Linked DNA regions of Zea mays: all the other regions are linked to region 3. The links are chromatin contacts, called in public Hi-C maps. All regions are on one chromosome and are shown on one strand. Each heading gives the region's core, a stretch centred on a gene start, on an enhancer-like site or on the middle of the called end of the contact. The rest is flanking DNA. Distances are from core to core; before and after follow the strand shown. Region 1 holds the start of LOC103638029 (carotenoid 9,10(9',10')-cleavage dioxygenase 1). Region 2 holds the start of LOC100285906 (beta-1,3-galactosyltransferase 6). Region 3 holds the start of LOC100274005.

Evidence for each region. A called contact is a pair of places that touch in the nucleus more often than the background predicts.
Region 1: a Hi-C map of tassel shows a contact between it and region 3, with 2.0 times the contacts expected there. The contact joins the promoter of LOC103638029 here to the promoter of LOC100274005 in region 3. A contact is called at or near these places in 2 of 25 Hi-C or Micro-C datasets (leaf and tassel).
Region 2: a Hi-C map of tassel shows a contact between it and region 3, with 3 times the contacts expected there. The contact joins the promoter of LOC100285906 here to the promoter of LOC100274005 in region 3. A contact is called at or near these places in 3 of 25 Hi-C or Micro-C datasets (ear, root tip and tassel).

What each region holds. Positions count from the first base shown.
Region 1 is chr9:18,647,970-18,650,740 of Zm-B73-REFERENCE-NAM-5.0, forward strand. LOC103638029 (carotenoid 9,10(9',10')-cleavage dioxygenase 1) reads left to right here and starts at 1,440. Exons shown (of 13, transcript XM_008661038.2): 1 at 1,440-2,409; 2 at 2,674-2,771. The coding sequence starts at 2,245. The region is part of intron 4 of LOC100284095; the gene reads right to left.
Region 2 is chr9:20,070,294-20,072,993 of Zm-B73-REFERENCE-NAM-5.0, forward strand. LOC100285906 (beta-1,3-galactosyltransferase 6) reads left to right here and starts at 1,401. Exons shown (of 7, transcript NM_001158795.2): 1 at 1,401-2,014. The coding sequence starts at 1,614.
Region 3 is chr9:19,418,065-19,420,764 of Zm-B73-REFERENCE-NAM-5.0, forward strand. It overlaps LOC100274005, which reads left to right and starts at 1,446. Exons shown (of 13, transcript NM_001148390.1): 1 at 1,446-1,633; 2 at 1,982-2,052; 3 at 2,228-2,700. The coding sequence starts at 2,239.

The DNA of each region.
Region 1 (2,771 bases), core at 190-2,689, 770 kb before region 3:
ACCAACTCGAATAAAGATAGTGTAAAAAAACTTTCAGTTTATATCATACTTTCTAGTTTGTACGGATAGTGTAAAAGTAAAGGCCTGTTTGATTCGCGGCTAATTATGCCACACTTTACTTAAAATTAGTCGTCTAAATTGAAGAACCAAATTTAGACAGAAAAGTTAAACAAAGTATGACAACTTAGTCATCAAACCAAACATACCTTAAACTTTCACTGTCGCCACACCAATTTTAAACGAACTATTCCCTTGTCTAGTGAACTAAAGATGGCATGCTCAGCCAGCAGATCTTTCATTTAAGGGAAAGTAATTGAACCCCACATATATCAACTGTATATGCAAGAAAGATCTTTCATTCAAGGGAAAATAATTCGACCCCACATATATCAACTGTATATGCAAGAAACCTATGATCATCTGGACTGGAGAGATTCGACCACTCCCAGTGTGGACAGAACTTCTATGAAGAACCGAATAAACTTCAAATCAGAACCTTGCGAGGTTTTGGAGCAACCTGCACGCTTTCAGTACGTGTTCTTCACTAAAGGCGGCGAGTTCCTCACGCCTAGCGGCGTCGGCGCCCCGGCCCAGCACCGATGTATCGGTGGCGGCTGCGTGGCCAAGCGGGCCGCGCGAAGGAGGCGGCCTGGGACATCCCTGCAGCGCCGGCGGCTTGTAGAGGACCCGGTGCCGCCAATTTGCTACCGGGGAGAGGAAAGAAAGCAGGTAGGGATCACTTCACGACGAAGTATAAAAATAGTGTTTTTGAAGCACCATTTTGTATCTGGTTTGGAAAATTTCGTGAAACTAGCCTTCAGTTTCAACTTTTTTTAAAAAAAAAAACTAGAGCTCCTGAAGATTGACTTGACTTGTTTGGATACAAGAAGCTACAATAAACATGAAATTCTTGGAATGAAGCTCCAGAGTCCAGACCCTAAAGCCCCCGTGGCTGCAAAGCCAAAAGGGCATCCAGACCAACACTAGAAGAGCAGGATGAGTATATTCCGTCATCGACTTGTCACTGGTGTACCGGCCTATATCGCTCGTCACAGTACATAAAGAACATGAGAACACATAACATAAGGGCTGATTTAGTGGATATAGATCAATCAGGAGATCAATCAGGAGATCAATGGGGAAAAATTCTCTTACTATTCAAAATTAAATAGCAAAAAGATTTCTCACCATGGATCCTCTCATGATCTATGTCCACCAAATCAGCCCTAAACGGGGACGAATGTGCCATTGGCCACGCGCCTCGCAATCCACGTGGTTAAAACCAAACCCTAGTTGCATGCTTATTGCTAAGCTCGTCATCGCTTAATTGAGTGCCTTGTGCAGTGACAGAACAAAACCGTAGGAAGAAATGACGCGAACGGCACAGCCACTATATTACCCACCCCCCCCCCCCCCCCCCCCCCCGGGTTTCATTGCACTTTCACCGGCCGATCGGTCGGTTGTCCAGCATGCACCGGCGGCAGCTAGCTTCCACAGCGGCGGGCCGGCCCCATCGCTGCCAACAAACGCATGCATGCAATGGAACCCATGCCAACCGCAGCGCGCATTCCAGTTCCAGTCCTGCCGACGACTCGATGCCAAACTAGCTCTAATCACTAGCAGAGCAGGAGGATATATATATTCCGTCCTCGCTTTCTCTCACTGGTGTGCCTATCATGCCAAAGACGACGACGATCCATTGGAAGGGCTGTATGCGTTCCATTGGCCATGTCCTCGCCATCCATGTGGTTAAACCAAACTCTAGTTGCATGGTGTGTTGAGTTGGAGCTAATATGACAATGAGCTCTAAATTTTACTTTAAAAATGTAAGGATTAGATTAAATTAGGATCAGACACTCTATATATCTATTTATTTTTAAACTAAACATAATTTAGGACCTTAATAAATTGTAAAAAACATTTGGATCACGATCCGTTACCGGTCCTAGTTGAAGCACAAGCACCTATATATATATATATATATATATATATATATATATATATATATATGTGTGTGTGTGTGTGTGTGTCTTATTTCCATGTGCGTCGGCGACGCCCACTATGGTCCTCCCCAGGCCGACCGGCCAATGAGGTCGCGTTATTCCCCTCCGCGGCCGGGCCGCGAGAAGGCATAAGCCATGTTTGTCTTGTCACGGCACGGCTGGCGCCTTTTATTACAGCAGAAGCAGCAGCAGCAGCAGATGGCCTGAAACCGACCAGAAGCACCACCACCACCAGAGTGACATGCCATTGTTATCCCTCCCTGCGTGCTGCGGCTACGACGCCATGTTCAGAGCTGGCCTGAAACCGACCACCAGCAGCAGCAGATGCAGGAGCAGCAGGCTCATCCGCAGCCACGGCGGGGCTCCAGACCATGCACCGCCCTTCACCCAGCCAAACTCCGTCAAGGTATCGTTTTACAGTTTAGCAATGTGATACCTTCAAGCTAGGTTTGAGCAACTCGTAGCTTGGATTGGATCTTTGCGTGTTGCAAGGTGTGGTACGGTGTTGTATTAATTTAGATTAACAAAAGCATAATAAGTTACTACCTCGGTTCTCGTCGTCCGCTAGCTCATTTTTAAACTAAACCACGACAAATAAAAAAAAGAAGGGAAGGAGTACTTGTTAAGAAAGGCACACCAATGATTAAGCAGTGTCGTCGTCTCTGTTTAGGTGCCACCGTCTCCTGGACTGAAGAAGCAGGCCCTCAGCGTACAGGACATGTCTCGAGCTCTCAAGTCGCTCTCTTCAGATCTCCTCCAACGGTTCGT
Region 2 (2,700 bases), core at 151-2,650, 650 kb after region 3:
TGGATTGGATCTTGGCAGCGACACAGTGAGACGCGCAAAGCTAGCGGTGGACAAGGCGAATAGGCGGCGGCGCAAAGTGGCAATGCAGCCCGAACGGCGACCCTCTACACCACTCCCCACGCGTTCCTCGTTCTCGTCGGTCAAGGCAGTCGGGCAGGTTAGCCAGTGGTGGCCGCCGCCATTTATTTGACCAAGCTTTCCGGACGCAGGTGAGAGTCACGCGCGTCGTACATGATCCCGACAAATCTCCGTCCGGCCATCCCAAATCCTGTGCTGGCGAGCTGTGGTCCATGGCCGTGGGGCACGCCACTCTTGGCAGGCACAGGCACAGCCATCGCCATGCCTCCGAGCTGGGCGGCTGGCTACCTCAGTTTTCTACTGCCACTGAAGCAGCAGTTGTGCAGGGTGCATGCATATGTATGTGGGTGGCGTTACCTCTCCTAGTGCTCAACTCCCCTAGGCATACCCCTTCTTCAGAGTGCTTCTAATTATTAGAAACAGTACTCCTCGCTGTAGTAGACTAGTAGCACAATCAGTTGTGTGGTTAAGTCAAAGATGACCGAGGTCTGTGCTATGTTGTTCACTGGTGCATCAGCCTAATCTCATTTTGTGCAGCTCAAGTATGGTATGGTGGTTTTTGCTCTTGATTCTGGATTTTGCTTTTGGGTGAGAGGATAGATATTATTCAGAAACTCATCCAATGAAACTGAACTACATTTGCAAATCATTCCAGCTGGTTTTGTTCCTAGGCTGGAATGAATGGACCATTGTTTCCTAGTCTGGAACCGTTTCCGGCCTGGAATACATCCCAGGCAGCCGAACAGGGCCTAAGCTAGTTTAGAAACTCTATTTTTAAAGAAATTTCTATTTTTTTCAAGATAAATAAACTAACATTTCTTGGTAAAATGTGAATCCCTTAAATAATATGATTTCTAAACTAACCCTTAGAGTATGGGTTTGAGACAATTTTCTATCCATGGGTTGGGTTCAGATGGAACCCAATGGAGACGTGTGTATAAGTTTGTTCTTTCAATATCCATACCCGCAAATCCATGTGTTTTTAAAACACGCTTTAAAATCAATGTCTTATAAATATGTCTTATAATATTATTAACTGAATATGTTATACTTGGAAATAAACTCTATGTAACAATGTTTAAGCTAAAATTAGTAATATCTGTTTCTTTTATTCCGTGTTATTAATATATTGACTGTCATTTATTTGATAAATTATTTTTATGTTGATGTTAGTGGCTATGAAAAACTTGTTGGATATCTAAAACCGGCATATACATGAGTTTGACAAAATTTTATATTTATTATAGGTATGAATTTTTTAGCTGACATATTTTTTCTAGATATGAATTTGACAAGTGATATGCAGCTGGTTTTACTTATTCTTTGTCATACCCACGAGGCTCCAAGAACCAAGAGAAATTCTGCACCAATCGGCGGGCCCCCACCTCTGGCTCGGCTTCCAAATCCAAACGGCCGTGGGCTCGCCTCAGGCCACTTCGGTCCCTCCTCGAGCTCCATCCGATCCTCCCTCCCCGTCGTGCCGGCATCGCGCGCAGGGAGGACCGGCCGGACGGCCGGCCCGCCCGCCCGCCGCCATGCCGGGATCGCCCAAGGTCTTCTTCGCCTCCTCCGCCTCGCGCCGCTCCGGGTCGCTGCGCCGGCTGCTCTCGACGCCGGTCTTCTCCGCGGCCTGCCTCCTCTTCGGCCTCGCCGGCTTCGTCGCCGCCGCGCTCGCCCTCTCGCGCTCCCCGTCCGTCACTCACAGCCGCTGCCCCGATTCCTCGCGCCCGCTCTCCGTCTCAGTCGCGTGGGACCGCAGCCCAGGGGATGGCTCCGCAGGGGGCTCCGCGGAGCTCCCGGCCTCGCTCGCCACTGGATCGCGCGGCCGCCACAAGGTCATGGCCTTCGTCGGGATCTTCACCGGGTTCGGCTCCATCGGCCGCCGCCGCGCGCTGCGCCGGACATGGCTACCCGCGGATCGCCAGGGTCTACTTCGGTCAGTCGCTGGTATCACGGCTTGTTAGTTCGTTTTCGCTTCTGCCGGTCGAGATCTAGCTGGACTTTTAGAGTTCGGACTGTCGATGTATTTCGTTGCTTCTAGCCTGCTGCTCTCATAGCAGTAGTATAATATATGGTGAGACTGGTTGCAAACTTAATATGGGAGTTGGTTTGATATTTCTTATATCTAGATGTAACTGTGATTCACTCAATGTTCTGCCAACTTGTTTTCAGAGATCGCATCTCCAAAATAACAAATACCGATGATCTACCTCTAAATGAATTACTGTATTGGTCAATGTGGATAAAACATTTTTCAAATTAGACATCACTATATTGTAGCAGACTTCTATCTGGTTTTCTCTATAACTGCGTTTCTGAAGGCAACGACTGCTATGAAAGCAGTGCTTCTGTGCAAGCGTGCAAGCAAACCATCTAATCCATTAGATTACGATCCAACCACAGATACAACCATGGTTTGTTATGGGGTTTTTTATAAAGATTATTGAGCTAGTAGTGGAAGGGTTTAAGTGTTAAATGTGAGTTACGGTTGGATCACGATCTAATGGATCAGATGGTTTGCTTTCACGCTTGCACAGAATGACTGCTTGCATAGCAGTCGTTGCCGTTTCTGAAATGCCTTTTTAATGGTGTTTTGTGTGCTAGTTCATTTGCAATGATGTT
Region 3 (2,700 bases), core at 196-2,695:
GTTCCGTGGTCCGTCGGCCACGCCACAGCCACCTGCGCCCGCCGGCCGGTTCTTCATGTGCATCTCCGGCTAAACTAGAGCAAGCATTTCTTTGACGATTGGTTAGAGGTACAACGTGGACAAGTTCGACAGCGACGCCGGCCCCTCCCCCCCTGGGGCTGGAACGGCCGAACAGCGGGACCAGGGACGCACCAGCTCCTGTCCTGCTGCTTCAGAGAATCAGAGAGTAGGGCCTATCTAAATGCAAGAGAAATTCGTTAATTTTCATTAGTAAAATAGAAATTCCTCGTAAAATTTAAGTTTGTAAAATAACCCTTATATAAATATAGTTGTGAATGCAGTTACATGCGGGTCTCTCTCGTTACGGCTGAACGAATTACATTTTATATGGATGGTGGGGTATACGAGGAGTATCGTTACGGCTGGACGAATTATAGAGGATGAATTCTTGTTGACATGGATGCACGTGCCATATAGAGGGAGAAACTTAGTTAATATATATATATATATATATATATATATATTTTGTAATGCGTTAATTTGAAGCTTTAAGTATAAATAAATATTATATATATTGGATAGAAGGACATTTGCGAGTGGTTCATTTCATGGCACCTACAGGCTACAGGACAGATGGTGCTCCAAAAACTGACGGCCGCTCCGGCGGTACTCTGTGTCGGTTGCAGCGGCGGCGCACGCGTTGCAGTTGCAGCAGCCAGCTAACCCCATGCGCCCATGGTCGGTCGACCTGCGTACTGTAGGGCTTTGACCGTCCGGTTAGCCCGCCCCGCCCCCGCGGCGAGCACGTGACGACGACGGTGCGTTCGTGGGCGCCGATCGCCGAGGGGAGGCGCTAATCTGCCGTCGTTCGTTCATCATCGGGCTATATATATAGATATCGGAGGACGGAGGCCTCTCAATTAAGCATTCTCCGCGCGCGCGCGCGCCCAGCAGCAGCCCGCGCTTGGCCTTCCTTCTCCTCCCGACCCGACGTCGTCGGTCGCGCCGCTGCCTGCCCCGTCCCGTTTCGGTGTCGTCTCTCGCCGGCCACGCCACCGCCCGCCAAGCCAATCGTACACCCCATCAACAAACTCTCTCTCTCTCTCTCTCTCTCTCTCTCTCGCTCGCTCTCCCTCTGTTTTTTTTACACGTGGGACGGTTGTGCACAAGTCTAGATGCAGGCGTGAGAGAACGAGACTTCTGATGAATCCATCCGATCCGAATCCATACTATTTATTAAACACTGGTAAATTAGGGTTGTTGCATCTACTGCTGCTGTGGAGTATCTTTTATCTAAAGGTCCAAAAAGATTGGCTTGTGCATTATTCGCACCTAAGCTAGCATGCAGTCGTTCTCTAGCTATACGGTACAAAAAGATTCGGGTGTAGTTTTTGTACCATTTAGATATAGATGCGTCCCCTCCCTAGCTAGCGTAGCGCGCGCGGCGACGTGAGCAATGACGGATGCGGCGTCCGCATCCGCACGCGCCTTTAGCTACTAGCTCTAGCTCTAGCTCTCCGGAGAGGCGTCTGCAGACCAACCGCAGCCAGCCAGCAGACTGTTAGACGACGGCCACGCGGAGCCGAGCGTTGCCGCGCTTTGCTTGATGGGATAAACGCCGCGCGCTGGGAAGGTTCAGTGACCACTCCCTGCCGCCGCCGCCGCCGCCGCCGCGCTGGTTTTTATTCGCTTCTTTCTGCCTTCTTCCTCCTCGCGGCCGGGGCGGGGGCGTGCTGCTCTCTCCTCTCCAGGGAGTTTTCTGCGGGGGTTTTGGTTGGGTTTTCTTCAGCGCCAGCCGTGGATGTGTTTAACGCAACAGTATTAGTTTCTTCATGATCAGCTGTGTGTCCTCAAATTGAGTTTCGTGCCGTGTACCAGTCGCGCATGTTCCCCAGATCGATTAAAGTTTCTTCGCGCGTATGTATGAGCTCTATTCGAATGTTCTTTGCTCTGAAAAGATTCCCCCTGTTCATGGTTACAGAAGGGCCTGGAGTTGAAGCACGAATCATCGAAGCGCAGCAAAACTGAGACACACGTCTTACTTCTTCACAAGTACTGTCCTCTCTATTCATCATTTAGATGTATCATCAAATTGACATAGTAACCTATGATTCGTGCAGTGAAACTTTGTATCGAGAGTGCATGTCTTGATCTTTATTTTATCTCACTCTTAATGACGTGGTAGCATTGAAAACGACGCGATAAAACTAACTCTTATGTTGGCCAGGTTCTTGGACGATGGACATCTTCGGGAGCCCATTCTGCTCCAAGCAAGCCGTCGCCTCATGCGGCGGATGGACGGACATACTCGACTCCTCCAGCTGCACGAACCATATCCTGGAAACCGGCACCGCCGCTCTGATCACCGTCGCTCTCGCGCTGCACCTCCTCGTCGTCAGGATTACTACGAAGACCAGAGCGTCCGCACGCCGCCCCCCTGTCGCGCCCGGCCTGCCGCTGCAGCTGGCCGGCGCGGCGTTCACCGCCTGCTTGGGCCTCGTCTACCTCGGCCTCGCGTCGTGGATGCTGGGGAGCAACTTCACTCAGCACGCTTCCGCTTACCTCCCACACTGGTGGGTGACGGCACTGTCCCAGGGACTCTGCTTGGTCCTCGCCGGCTTCGCTCTCAGCGGCGTCGGAGGAGCACGTCTCCTCGGGCCAATGTCTGCGCGCGCGTGGTCGGCTCTGCTGGCCGCGTAC